2 separate regions of the Capra hircus genome follow, and region 2 is linked to region 1. A link is a contact called in public Hi-C data. All regions are on one chromosome and are shown on one strand. Each heading gives the region's core, a stretch centred on a gene start, on an enhancer-like site or on the middle of the called end of the contact. The rest is flanking DNA. Distances are from core to core; before and after follow the strand shown.

What was found. Hi-C and Micro-C count contacts between places; a contact is called where the count stands out from the background.
Region 2: a contact with region 1 is called in a Hi-C map of blood, with 5 times the contacts expected there. The contact joins two enhancer-like sites. A contact is called at or near these places in 2 of 5 Hi-C or Micro-C datasets (both in blood).

The regions. Positions count from the first base shown.
Region 1 is chr15:67,067,130-67,070,475 of ARS1.2, reverse strand. No RefSeq gene overlaps it. Among named protein-coding and RNA genes, the nearest start is that of ENDOD1, 70 kb to the right of the region's middle. Within about 2 kb of position 1,360, at least 4 of the 5 cell types and tissues checked have an H3K27ac peak or open chromatin away from gene starts, as enhancers often do.
Region 2 is chr15:67,828,407-67,831,426 of ARS1.2, reverse strand. No RefSeq gene overlaps it. Among named protein-coding and RNA genes, the nearest start is that of FAM76B, 32 kb to the left of the region's middle. Within about 2 kb of position 1,491, at least 1 of the 5 cell types and tissues checked has an H3K27ac peak or open chromatin away from gene starts, as enhancers often do.

The DNA of each region.
Region 1 (3,346 bases), core at 111-2,610:
TCGTGTTAATCGCTGAAAGCTCGTGTTAACGCTGAAAGTGTTGATCATTCTTTAATTCCATGGACTGTAGCCCACCAGGCACCTCTGCCGTTGGGATGCTCCAGACGAGAATACTGCCGTGGCTCGCCATTCCCCTGTCCAAAGGATCTTCCCGACCCAGGCATCAAACCCGCTTCTCCCTCTTTGCAAGGAAGATACTTTACGGTCTGAGCCACCAGGGAGGCCGCCTGGGATGGGATTCCAAACTGGGGCTGTCGCCTTACGACTCGGTCTCCTGCCCTGGCTGAGAGAGCCACCTGGAGGCGGGCGCGGGGGACAGCGATCCCAGGGAAGAGTCTCTCAAACCTCAGTCCCCTTCTGTTTCGAGCCCCGACCATGGAAGAGGCGCCTGGAGACAGCGGAGGACCCCCAAACGGAGACCTGGGCGCGAATCCAGGAGTCCTCCTTCGAGCGGAGAAGCTCTTTGCACCACAAGGGGGCGCGGGGTTTCCCACAGAGAGAGAGAAAGAGTGTTTGCGTGTGTGTGTCTGTGTGTGTGCCTGTGTGTGTGTGTGTCTGTGTGTGTGTGTCTGTGTGTGTGCCTGTGTGTGTGTGTGTGTCTGTGTGTGTGTGTCTGTGTCTGTGTGTGTCTGTGTGTGTCTGTGTGTGTCTGTGTCTGTGTGTGTCTGTGTGTCTGTGTCTGTTTGTGTCTGTGTGTGCGTGTGCGTCTGTGTCTCTGGGAGCATCTGCAGGATTGCCTGGTCTGGGGACCAACCACCGCTCCATCTTTCGATACTAGAGTTGGGTAAGAGTGGCTTCCCAGGTGGCCCAGTGGTAAAGCATCTGCCAGCCAATGCAGGAGACGCAGGTTTCATCCCTGAGTCAGGAAGATCCCCTGGAAAAGAGAATGGCAACCCACTCCAGTATTCTTGCCCGGAACATTCTATGGACAGAAGAGCCTGGCGACCTACAGTCCATGGGGTTGCAGAGTCAGCCAAGCCTGAACACCCAAGCAGCCATGTGGGCTGTTTATCTGGGTTTCAGGCCTGGGAGTCTGAGCGTCTCTTTCTAGCGCCAGAGAAAATGATCACGGCTGGGAAAGATACGCCATCTCCGAAGGGAAGGGGCAGGTGGTCACCTGGCCTCCCTGGAGACCTGGGAACTGGCACTGTGCCAGCAAGCAGGGACAACACTCGGTCCCGCTCAAGAAAGGGAGCGGCTTTCCCTCTGTCCCACCCCAGAGGAAAATAAACGGTCTCTGGCACGTTCCTGCATTCCTGATTTTTAACAAAACTATTGTTGGAGGCTAGCCACAGTGTTTGCTCCTGGGCGGGACCAAACCTACCCTCTCCCAGGCCCACCCCAGTGCGTCCTCCTGGAACAAAGCCTCTTTGTAGCGCCTCTAGCAGAAACTGCCCTCCACGCCCAGGGCCCTCCCCTTAGAGAATTCCAAAAACCTTTGCAAGCCTGGCTCCTCCTCGAGGTCTGGACCTGGGAAGAAAGCCAAGCATCTTTCCTAACCCTTTGGGCTTAAGAACAGTGAAGTGGGTAACAATTCCCTTCTCCAGGGGATCTTCCGGATCCATGGATCCGGCCCGGGTCTCCCTCATCTCCTGTTTGGCAGGCAGATTCTTTACCACGTGAACCACAGGGGATCTCAAACTCAGTGCTGTTTCAGAGAAACTATATATACATTTTTTTTTTTTCACCACCAAGGGTTGAAGATGAATGCCATTTTGACACTAACCGTGGCATTTGCTTGTCAGAGCTCTTCCATCTGCCCCAGAAATAATATCTCTCCACCCCCTCCTTCACCCACCTCCTTGATTGCCTGGCAGCACTGGTCACAGTATGACTGTTTGGGGGCCCTCTGTCTTCTCCTTGGGTTCTGAGAGGACACTTCCTTTTTCTCAGGTGTGCTTCCAGAATGGTCCTTTCCCCTCCAGCTCTGACTTGTCCGCCCTCTCCCAATGCTTACTCCCATCTCTCAGTGCACGGCCGGGACCCAGGAGCCCCCGGTTCCTCCCAGCCGGCTTGCAGAAGGGCAGAGCCCCCCAAGAGCTGGGGGCCATGGTTAACCATCCATCCTCCTTTCAGGAACTCTGGGCGGCACCCACAGGTGTCCACACAGGATAGAGTTGTTCCCAGGCCCCGGATGATTGCCAAAGGCATTGGGCAGGGATGCTGGCTGTGGGGCTGCTAAGGAACTACAGACTCAAAGTAGAGAAAGAATGGTTCCTTGGGCAAACAGTGATGTGGGAGTGCTGGTTTTTAGTGGGAGGCGAAGATGAGATGTTTTCACTCACGCGTGCATGCTAAGTTGGGTCAGTCACGTCTAACTCTCTGCAACCCTATGGACTGTAGCCTGTCAAGCTCCACTATTCATGGGATTCACCAGGCAAAAGTACTGGAGTGGGTTGCCATTTCCTCCTCCAAGGGATCTTCCCCACCCTGGGATCGAAGCAGAGTCTCTTGAGCCTCCTGAAATGGCAGGCAGATTCTTTACCGCTTGTGCCACCTGGGAAGCTTCATAGCTCCACACATTTAAAACTTCTTCTCCCAGGTCCCACCCCGCCCCCACCCTTTCCTGCACTCTTCTTATATTTGCACTGGCTATGGACCACTTCTTGCCAAATGATTCAGTACAGATGGGAAGTTTAATTTATTTGAGGGAAGCCAGTGTGCTATCTGGGCACAAACAGTCACCCCCTCCCACCCAAAAAAGAAAAATTAAATCTGCCAAGTAAGAATAAAATGCTCAATATTGGGTAACTGATTCACGCAATATGTGCACCCACCTGATGGACCCTGAATGTGTGGATCAACCAAAAGTAAGGCCAGAGAGATATATGTGGGATTCATAGACCTCAGTAACTTTGAAGCAGGATGAGGAAGTAAAAAGAGTGTGTAGGCAAACACCTGGCTTAGAATTCTGATTCTGACACAAGCTGTGTGATCTTGGATCAGTTACTCAACCTCTCAGAGTTTCAGATTCATCTTCTACAAAAATGGAAATAATTCTTTATTTTGGCAGGGTTATTGGGCTTCCCAGATGGTACAGTGGTGAAGAATCTGCCTGCCAATGCAGGAGATGCAAGAGATGCAGGTTTGATTCCTGAAACGGGAAGATCCCCTAGAGGAGGAAACGGCAACCCACTCCAGTGCTCTAGCCTGGAAAACCCCCTGGACAGAGGAGCCTGGCTGGTGGGATACAGTCAGTCCATGGGGCCACAAAGAGTCAGACACGACTGAGCATGCACGCATTACTGTGCAGGGTAAATGAAATAAACATGAAATGAAATCTTTTGAACATTCCTATCCTACAGAAAGTGTTCATTTCGTTGTTGAAAATTCAATTAGAACTGAA
Region 2 (3,020 bases), core at 242-2,741, 760 kb before region 1:
ATGAAATTTATGTAAAGGTTTTACGGATCTTAAATTCCTACTTATGTCCACCAGGGGGTGCGCTTCACTGCTAAATAACACTACACAATTTTGCTGTGCAGAGGAGTCACCCTGGTAAGAGCAAGCAAGCATCCTCATAGCTGCTCTTTGTAAAAACAAGTTTTGGCATGTATGAGCACACCCTTGTGGCTCTGTCAGTAAAGAACCCACTTGCAATGCAGGCAGGAGGCCTGGGTTTGATCCCTGGGTCCGGAGGATCCCCTGGAGAGGGAAATGTCAACCTTCTCCAGTATTCTCGCCTGGGAAATCTCATGGACAGAGGAGACGGGCAGGCTTCAGTCCACCGGATCGCAGAGTCAGATTTAAGTCAGATAACCCATTTGCAGAAACAATTGGTTTTGTACAAGTCCCACAACTTTTCAGTTCACTTGGCTGATTAGCTCACAAGAAATGAGTTTTAAAATGTTTGTCTTTGGATGAGTTATTTTTGAACTCAGAAACACTATTTTAAAAAGAGTTACTCTAAAGATTTGTCTTGATGTTTTGTGTATATGTCTTTCTCTAAAGCCAGTCCTGCTAAAGCACTAGGGTCATCTGTTTGGGCCTTCCTCCTCCACCTGGGAGGGACTCCTTAGAGACAAGACACTTACTTAGGGGCGACCTAATGGATCAGGGAGTCGGCAGTCCTAAGTCAGAAGTCCTGCATCTCCAGCTAAGCTGTGTCTCCAGAGAGGCGTGACACGGCCACTACGTCACTGAGCAGGTTCGTCAGCATAGCCTGGAGTCCTGGGTCGTGTCACATGGCCTGTGTAGCCATCAGCAGTGGCTTGCAACCGGGCAGATCTCAGGGCTGGAGTGCTGTCCTTTGAGTCAGGCTATGAATGTGTTGGACGGCTGCTAGATGACATTTCTTTGTAGAATTTTTCTCATTTTTGCACATCTCATGTGACATGGATTTTTCTTTGAGACGGTTGTTAGGCCTCCCTTAATCATTAGTAATGATCTGCCAAGATATCAGGAACTTATATAGACTGGGCCATTCAACTTCTGTTTCTTTTAACTATTATTTTTGTTTTGTTTTGTTTTTTCTTGGCCACATGGTGAGGCATGTGGAATCTTAGTTTCCTATGTGCCCTGCTGTAGAAGTGTGAAGTCTTAACCACTGCATCGCCAGGAACATCCCTTCAGCTTCTCCTGAAAGCCCCTCTTTTTAATAATCTTAATAGTCAGTACAGCCAGAAAATTGTTTCTCTCTTGCCCAGAGAACAACTAACCAAGTGCTAATTATTATAACCACGATGGGGCTTGTGAATTTTCTTAGTAGGATAAATCTCCAACTTATTTTTTTGAGGCTCTAGGCCAAATATATTACATGCATGAGCATTCTGAATAATAAATCTGGTGTGGCATGTTATTTCAGGGTACAGTTTTAGAGATGCCCTGAAAAGTAATGAGTGAAGCTGGAAGGCATGATGGAGCAGAACAGGTGTGAGGAGGTAATATGAGAGCCTAGAGTGTAGCTGGAAGGAAAGTGGAGCATTAGGAAAAGCACAGTTCAAGCAGAAATCAATAAACACCATAGGCCAGCCTAATTACTGCATCCAACTTGTGTTTATATGAAAATGACTTTATACAAGTCTCACTGAGTCTGGGGTGATGGCATAACCACCCTACAGCTGGGTGCCTTTATAGTCAAACTAAAAGCCAAAACTAACAATTGGTTTAAAGAGAATGTATGTGCTGGTGCTGAGACGCTTGTCACGTCCGACTCTTAGTGACCCCATGGACTGTAGCCCTCCAGGCTCCTCTGTCCATGGGATTTTACAGGCAAGAAGACTGGAGTGGGTTGCCATTTCCTCCTCCAGGGATCTTCCCAACGCAGGGATTGAACACATGTCTCTTAGGTCTCCTGCATTGGCAGGCGGGTTCTTTGCCACTGAGCCACCTTGGAAGCCTATATATACATATATACATACATATGTGTGTATGTGTGTGTGTGTGTATATATATATATATATATAATATAATGAAAAATAGAAAGTAGATCTATTTGAATCTGCATTCTCATTGCTTTACATCACTTTCAAATTGTCAAGTTCTTTTCTACTATACCTTTTATTAATGCAAGTTGAAGGTTTAAAAATGGCTGCAGGGATTCAGAAACTTCCTTTAAAAGCCATTCCCAAGCACCTCTCAACAGGAATGAAAGGCTTTTTGTCTAATGTTTTCCTTACACCACCTTGTGATTTCCTCAACACAGCAGCACTAGGCAAACAGAAGTCACAGTGCTGGCTTCTGATGTCACTGGCTGCCTGCTCCTGTGGTTATCAAGATGGACCCTGATTCTGGATCATCTGTGTCGGTGGAGTGGCCTGGCTCCAGGCTGTGAATATCTGTGTAGCTGTACAAACCAGAAGGAGAAAAGGGCGTTTGTTAGTATTTAATCTCTCCTTTGGGTTAATCAATTTGAGGATGTTGTGATATAAATATTTTTGAATTATAAAGCACTCCACATTCTCAGTGATTTCTCAGCAATCCCCAACCTTTTTGGCACCAGGGACCAGTTTCGTAGAGGATGATTTTTCTCATGGATTGGGATAGGGGGTGGTATGGGTTGGGTGTACTTTATTTCTATTATGATTATATTAATATCAGCTCCACTTCAGATCATCAGGCATTAGATCCTGGAAGCTGGGGAATTTTACTCTAAACAACTGTTCCTAATCCACTTGTGTCAAGGTACTAAATATTGAAGGAAGAAAATCTTTCAAAAGCATTTGAAAGGAAGTGCAAAACAAACATTTGAATTAGAAATCAGGCTATGAATTCGGCAAGTGCAAACGTCATTTGTATTAGGATATGGGATTAAAAGTCATGTTTGAGATGCCAAGATACAATAGCTAGTAGATTCCAAAGTGAGATGAGCCACCCTTGGGGACTTGGAAAAGGAGGTAACTGAAAACTCAAGACACAAATCTTTTTTTTTTTCTAAATTGAAGTATAGTTGATTTACAATGTTC